Linked DNA regions of Podarcis muralis: region 1 is linked to region 2. A link is a contact called in public Hi-C data. All regions are on one chromosome and are shown on one strand. Each heading gives the region's core, a stretch centred on a gene start, on an enhancer-like site or on the middle of the called end of the contact. The rest is flanking DNA. Distances are from core to core; before and after follow the strand shown. Region 1 holds the start of POLR3D (RNA polymerase III subunit D). Region 2 holds the start of BMP1 (bone morphogenetic protein 1).

Region 1 (3,765 bases), core at 395-2,894, 230 kb before region 2:
TTGGTATCTATGAGTCAAGGCCTCAGTAAACATTACTACAATACATACTCCTGGAACTTAAGTTACTTCTCATGTCCATCAAGGGCTGGTATTGCTTTCAGTATGTGGGTGACCCCTGAAAAAATTAGTCTGCATTGATTTTGGGCTGCTTCAGCCTATGGAAAACCAGTTGTGTGCAGCTGCTGCCTTTCATTTCTAACATATAGCCACCAAAGCTTCTTAAATTAGGGCTACCAGTTGATACAAAGACCATATCCAGAACATGGCAGCAGATGCACAGTGGGGATCTCACAGACTCCATGCAGGCAGCATAAAACATTCTGATGTAACAACAGCAGCAGCAGCGCCACATACATAAAACTATGCGAGACACAGAAACACCGACCCTTGGTGGAGTCAAAAAACCAAAGTTCTGCCATGCTCGGGTGCACTGGTCTTCAACTGGTGGGTCAGGGCCCACTTCCAGGTTGCAGCAGTGCCACTGTGCAAATATAAGGAATTCAGAAAGGGATCCCCAAATGCAGCTAAAAGGTGAGTCCTGGGTCTGAAAATCTGAGCTAGATGGACCTCCAGTCTGATTCAGCAGAAGGCAGCTCCGTCTCTCATCCATCATTGAGATTACCAGGGCTAGACAGCAAAGTTGCCCCCATCTCAGCAGAATCCCCAGATTTCACCCCGACTCCTTTACATTCTACCTCAGGAAGCTGCCTTACACAGTCTGTCCAGCATTGCCTACACCAGCCTTCCTCAACCTTGGCCCTCCAGATGTTTTGAGACTACACTTCCCATCATGCCTGACCACTGGTCCTGCTAGCTAGGGATCATGGGAGTTGTAGGCCAAAAAATATCTGGAGGCCGAGGTTGAGGAAGCCTGGCCTCCCGACTGGAAGCAGGTCTCTTTGCCAGGCCAGCTCTCCCTGGACATGCCAGGGATTGAACAGAGGACCTTTTGCATTCAAAGCATATGGCTGCCACCCCCCTCCACGTGGTTGCCCTTAATTCATAAATCGACCTTGGGTGCACCACAGTGAGGAGCACAGAGTTTGTCTATTTTTTAAATAGTTGCAGGAAGAGTTGCAATCTAAGCCGGTGGCCACCACTGGATCTTGTGGCAGTGAGTTCCGCAGTTCAACCATGCCTGGAGCACTTGGTCCTTCCTGAATCCCTTCCTAGCCTGTTCCTGCGACGACCCTTAATCCTCGTGGAGATCCAGCCTGGCGTGGCATGAAGTTAGGGGGGGGTGCCCCTCGGGGCCTGGCTGGGGGCGCAGGCCGCTGCTCAGCCCGAAACCCGCGGAGCAGCTTGGCACCAGGGCACTTGGCCCGCCGCCTTGAGCTCCTCGCGTGGAAACACGAGGCGGCGGCGGCGGCGGCGGAGAAGAGCGGAGGCAGCAGGAAAAGCTCCTCTTCCTCCGCCCCGACCCCCTAGCCCGCCACACGGGCTCCTGCCCCCCATCGAGGCGCCCGCCTCGCCTCCTCCACCCCCGAGAAACCGGCCTCTCGGCCCCCGACGCACCCGAAGCGGCCGCCTTCCCTCGACCTCCCGCGCGGCGCCCTTCGCGGCTCCTCAGGCGCCGCCTCGGCAAACAGGCTGCGGCGCGCAAGCGGCGTCCATCTTTGAGAAGGGCGCTCGCGTCGCTACGTCCCTGGAGGGATTAGTGGGGGGAGCGCGAACCCGCCATTTTTGTCCCGGGCAGGGGTTGGAAGTTTCGTATACTGCACTGTAGTAGTTGCTTCTCCGAGGAAGGGGAAGCGACGGAGCCTCCATCTTTGTTGTGGGCAGGGCTTTCTGACTTTGTAACGTTGCTGCTCCTACGAAGGGAAGGCCACGACTCCGCCATTTTTGTAACGGGCGTTTCAATTTAGTTTAATTTAAGGTTAGTGATATACTGTACAGTATATCTTTAGCGACAGGGTGAGGAAAATTAAGCTGAGGAGAGTTGGGACTTGTTGGCAAGCCACATAATAAGCACTGATGAGGAATGCAACGTTACGGGGGTGTTAGAGAGTCTCGCTCGCAGGTCCCGTAACGGGAAGCAAAGGCCAGGAGGTGCTATTCAGCGTTAGTGTTTCTTAGCACAAATCCTCTCACATAGTCGGCGCTAGGAAGCCCCTGACGTCCCTCTCTGCCTCTTCTCTCTACCTCATGTGCTATTTTATACATCATTTTCAGAGGTCACCAGCGCCCGCCAACCGAGAGAGAAGCCAGAGGCTGTTTCTTAATAAAATAATGTTTCTGATTCCACCTCGGAAGTTTACTTAAGCTCTCACAAGTTGGTTTTCAAATATAAACTCATTGCGCTTAGTATTAAGTGCAAACAGTAAATCATCTTTTAGACTGATGTGATGCTTCTGTTGGAGAGAAAAATAGGAAAATTTAAAACTGGTGATAAATGCAGGACTTTGAGGGGCAGGAACTCTTCCAATAAATTATTCTGCTCAGGCTTCTTTGTTAACACACAAAGTGAAGTTATTTTTTAAAACTGGCTCCACATTTACAAGAGGCTTTAGTAAGCAGGCTAGTCTCACTAGTCAACTGAAGGAAAAATGAAATAATTAAGAGCCATGATGCTACATCAATGCAATGAGATTTATCCATTTATTTAGAATTTTCTACTGTTTTATCCTAGATGCCCAGGACAGGAAGCAACACAGATGAACATTCTGAAGGCAGAGAAATGGCAATTCTATGTACCCTTACATGGGATGAGACCCACCGGCCCCACTGAAAAGTACTCCTAAGTGAACATTCATAGAACCAGGCAGCACAGCAACAAATACCATAATAAGATAATATACGTGAAAGCTCTTTTTGCATCTGTCTTATTCATGCTAACTTAGGAGTAAGTAGCTAGAAGATGATTAACTTGCGGAGGAACTAAATGACATCACTGAGCACATCCATGAAAAGATGTGCACCACTGCATAGCTGCATGCTCACTCAGTCATCTGCACATGGGTGTTCCAAGGTGCTATTCATGGATGATCAAAAGGAAGCTGCCAATTGTAGATACTGCCCTGAGTCTAACAACTGGTGGTTGAAGGAAGTTCAAGGGCCAGGACAAATAAACTACCTCTTGGTAACATCATTCTAGCTGCCTGTGGTTTTCTACTTGACATGCAAAAGTGTGAGCTCTTGAGGTGACTTGACTGCTCGGTTAAATGCTTAGCTCCATTTACAATTGCAACCCACAGCTCATCTATTCCAGAAAAGCCCTGTTGATCTTAATGAAACTGCTCTAGAGCAGGGGTGACTAAACGTTTCCATCATTGCTCCTTCAGGGGCTGTGTGCTAAGTGGTGGACGTGGCCAATAACTGGGTGTTGCCACTCACCCTCTCTCACACCAAGGCGTGTCCTAGAGTCTAGAGTAAGCAAGATGGTGCCAAGCTATATCCCTCTGTCATGTGAGCCAAGGGAAGCCATGCAGGTCTTGGGCCACTATCTGGTCATTTTAATGAGCTGTGGGCCAAGAAAATGAACATTAATCCAGATACTCTGGAGATTCTGTGACATAGAAATTTTCAAGGTCTGGGAGTTAAACGACCTGTTGCGAATGGGACTTGCACAAGCCCTGAAGGAACAGATCGTAGTCTGCAGTGCTCCTATATTCATCTTTGTCACTGGAGGCGCAAGCGTCACAGGGGCTGAGAGTGTCCCTCCCAAAAAGACCAGAAGCCTTTTTATTAGGGATAACGGGAACAGATGTCCCCACAAAACAGGTAAATCTATTTTTTTATGCAGCAACAGCAGCACAAACATTATAC
Region 2 (3,826 bases), core at 918-3,417:
TTAAAAATTAAAACATCAACAGCCTATTATTAATATATGAATGCTTAAGACTCTGCAGGTTGCTTTTATATTTTTACTTTATAAATGTTTATACTATAAACAGCAACTCATGTATTAAGATAATACACTCTCACTAGTTCCAACTTTGGAAAGGTAAGTGACAGAGCAGGAGGCCATGCAGACTGTAACAGAAACTAAAATAAAGAGTAATGAATAAGCACATGCAGGTTCCTCTTGCCTCGCAGGGGGACAGTGTGCTTTTGCTGGGCAAATGGGAGAATTGCTGCCTCCTCTTCACAGAAAAGAAAGCCAAAGGAAGGTATTAGCAACAGATAGCAAAAGCATATGGGTGGATGCTCTCAAAATAGTCAGAGCAGAAGAACGGTTGATTGCAGAGGGGTAGATTCCACATTAATCACTCTATTTCACTCTAGAGTGACCTTGAGACAATGACCCCAGATGCATTTACAAACACCTAAAAACCTCAAAGAAAAGAAAACTTTATACTTCAGTTGTTGTATCATGGATCACACAGCCTCATTGTCTTTCACACTTTTATTTCTCCACTTCTTTGTTTGAATGAAAAAGTGTGTGTTGTGGGGGGAGAGGGAGAGAGGAAGAACAAAACGCAAAAGCCCTTGAGCCGTTTCTTGCTTCTGCTGCCCTGGGATCTGGCACTGTCACAAGTCATTGAGCATTCTGCCCCTGATTGTATTGGTAGAAGGATTAAAACGCTGTTCAGCAGAGCACAGGTTCAACAGAAGCACACCAACCCTTTATTTACAGACAAGGCCAGGGGACTCTAAGCTGCCAGCTCAGAAAGTTTGCTCCCTCCCTGCTCTACACACAGGCAGGATGGCTGGTCCCATAATGGACCGCGGGGCTGACAAGGGCTGGTGTAGGATGTGCAGTCCTCACAAGCAGGTTTATGTGGGAGTGTAGAGGGGGTGGTATAGGTCACAGTACACCGTGGGCCAAAGAAAAGAGGGACATGCCATCTGGGTGTTCTACAACACACACACACGTTAATTATTTTAATGTAGCATGACTCCTAGGGATGAGCAGTTACGGATGGGTGATCTGTAAAATATTTCTGGGCCCAACACATTTGCCTCTTTTGACAGCTACCACCCAGCAAGTGTCTGCAGCTGCTCCAGACAGACAAACTGTTTGAGAGGAGGAAAGGGCAATGATGGGGTCTAGTTCAAGCCCACAGCCCTTCACCTCGGAGCTCCTGCCCGCCTCCCCCCCCCCCAGCGCAGCTTCTGTTTACTTTCCTTCAAGCAAGCAGCCCCCCCCCCCCCCCGGCAGACTCATCAGGTCTCCTGCCGCCGCTGCCTCACACAAAGAGCCACAAACAGATACAATCTTTTTTATGGGACACGGAGGAAGAAGAACAACAACAACAATAGAGGGCAGATGGAAAAGAGTTTAATTCCCTGAAATGGGGCGGGGGAGGGGGAGAGAAGCTGTCCTATGAGTCCTTACTCTGGAGTTTATGTATCAAAGACTCTTTTCTTTCTCAGGCTAAACTTTAAAAGCCCAGGAGTTATTTTACAGCCCAGACGAGCGAAAGGGATGGAGGGGGAAGGCGAGAGAGGGAGAGGGAGCAAAAACTTTCCTTTTTTCTTTTGTCTGCAAGCTGCGCTGCCAACTCGGCACTGCCTCTGACCCAGGTTCGAGAAGCCCCTCTGCCCGTTTCAGAGCCTCCAAGCCACACAAAAGACCCCCGCTGCCCCTCGCCCGCCCCCGAGAGCGGAAGGAGATGGTCGCGGCGGGACCCCCCCCCCCCCCGCCCCGAAGCCTCACCCGCTTTGCAAGGGTCCTTGTAGTCTATGGGCTCCGCGTCCTGCTCCGCGTCTTCCTCCAGGACGTCGCCGTAATCCGCGAGATCCATCGCCTGTCCCAGGACCAGGACGGAGAGGAGCAGCAGCAGCAGCAGCCCCCGCCTGGATGCCGGCATGCTGGCTGGCAGGTCCCGGGCAATGCTCGGCGGCGGCGCGGGAGAGGGACGGAGAGGGAGGAGCCCCCCCGCGCCTCCTCTGGCGGAGGCGGGTAACTCGGGCGCGGAGCTCAGCCCCCTCCCGGCCGGAGGGCTCCAGCGCCGCCCCGGGAGCCGCGCCAGCCTCCGGCCCTCGGGAAAGGGGGGCATTTTAGGGCAGAGCGGGAGGGGGGGCCGCCGGAAGGGGCTGCAGCCCAGGACCCCTCCGAGCAAGAGGCCTCTTCGGGCCTCAGGGGGGAAAGAGGAGGGGCGAGACGAGCCCCGGCCTCCTGTCACGTCGGAACTGGACTACACGCCTCCGGCTTCGGGGCTCCCTTCTCCCGGTTCCCTTCCCGCCCAGGCCCGACACCTGCTGCGCCCCCCCCCCCCCGCTCTTGCTGGGGGAGGCAAATCCTTCTGGACACCTTCTTGCCCAATTCCGGCCAATTGGGAACATTCCGAAATGCCGAGTCGAGAGAACTCCTCTTGCTTCCCTTCCCGCCGACGAGCTGAGCCCGGGCGGACTTTCCTGCTGAGAAGGGATGTGGAAAACCTGGGAAGGTCGGAGCAAAGGTGCTCTTAATCCAGGCACCAGCAGAGTCCGAGTCATGTCTATTCAGGGGAACTTGGATGTCAGACCAAACTTTTCCCAATCCTTTGTTCTTTTCCTCTGGAGTCTCAGAGGAACAAGGAAATAGCGGTCTATATGGTCTTCCACTGCCACAAACACTTAACTCATTATTTCTGCTAATTTATGAACCAGTGAGGCCTAGATCCGATGTTCCTATTGATTTGTAACTTCCTTTTATGATTTTGTCCCCTTCACCTATGACTCCCACCATCATTTGCCCAGCATGTTATTTTGATCCATTTGGCTTGTCACAAGCCTTGTCTTTTGTTGTTCTTATTTTGAGAACACATTTTTCCTAAGGTAAGAGTTGAGGAAAATGTGCTTTTCTGGAGTAGGAAGATTAGCCGCTTTTAAAATAGAGTTTGCTCAGGTAGGAATTTAATATCAGTAAGTATCAATAAGTAATCTTATGTTGAACACTCACCACTCATTTCAGTTGAACCACAAAATCTTGCACACTTCCGCTGAAGAGTTCTGCATAACAGTTGTAACTCAAAATCTTGCATGCTCATAGACTTCAATTGCTTGGGAAACTGCCATCCCTGTTTATGCCGTTCAGCTGGGCAGCAGTTGTCCATTAAATAATTGGTTGTGAGAAGGTTAACTCTTAGTACCAAACTGAACCCTATTTTCCCATTGCAGTTCAGATGGCACTTTGGGGAGGACTTGCCTCAGTTCTGTTTGATCACTTGTCAGGGTGCGGAGAGGGACCTTCCAGCCCTTAAGTGGGGCTCCTGTAGATTCAGATAGATGGGAAGTAGGGAAGCTGTTTGCAGCTGAAGCCTTCTGCACTGAAATTCAGGAGGGCCTTTAAACAGATGTGACAAATATAAAATACATCACAGTGACAAATGTATTACTGTGCCTGTCCCAACTCTCTGTTTTAAGGAAGCAGCCGCCTTGACCAGAAATGGGCCTGGTGACCCCAGCAGAAGCAGAGGCTGCTGAAGTGGGAGCTATGGGAAGGTTTTGTCTGCTGTGTTAGGTGCAACAGCCGTAGTTGCTGGCATTGGAATAAATATTGGCCCACAACCTGTGAACTACATATCTAGCTTGACTGCGGGTGACACCTACAGGTCAAACTGTATCACTTTGGTTTTATCTGCAGTAAACAGGCAATATAATTAGAAGTAGCTGCTTGTCAGAAGACCATTTTATGCTTTGTATGTTTTAGTAGTTGGGCAAAAATAAAGACTGAATTATTATCCTGTTTT

The links. Hi-C and Micro-C count contacts between places; a contact is called where the count stands out from the background.
Region 1: a Hi-C map of tail shows a contact between it and region 2, with 5 times the contacts expected there. The contact joins the promoter of POLR3D here to the promoter of BMP1 in region 2. A contact is called at or near these places in 2 of 3 Hi-C or Micro-C datasets (blood and tail).

Annotation. Positions count from the first base shown.
Region 1 is chr15:2,070,887-2,074,651 of rPodMur119.hap1.1, reverse strand. It overlaps POLR3D (RNA polymerase III subunit D), which reads right to left and starts at 1,644. Exons shown (of 9, transcript XM_077919323.1): 1 at 1,516-1,644.
Region 2 is chr15:1,845,674-1,849,499 of rPodMur119.hap1.1, reverse strand. BMP1 (bone morphogenetic protein 1) reads right to left here and starts at 2,167. Exons shown (of 20, transcript XM_028708405.2): 1 at 1,810-2,167. The coding sequence starts at 2,152.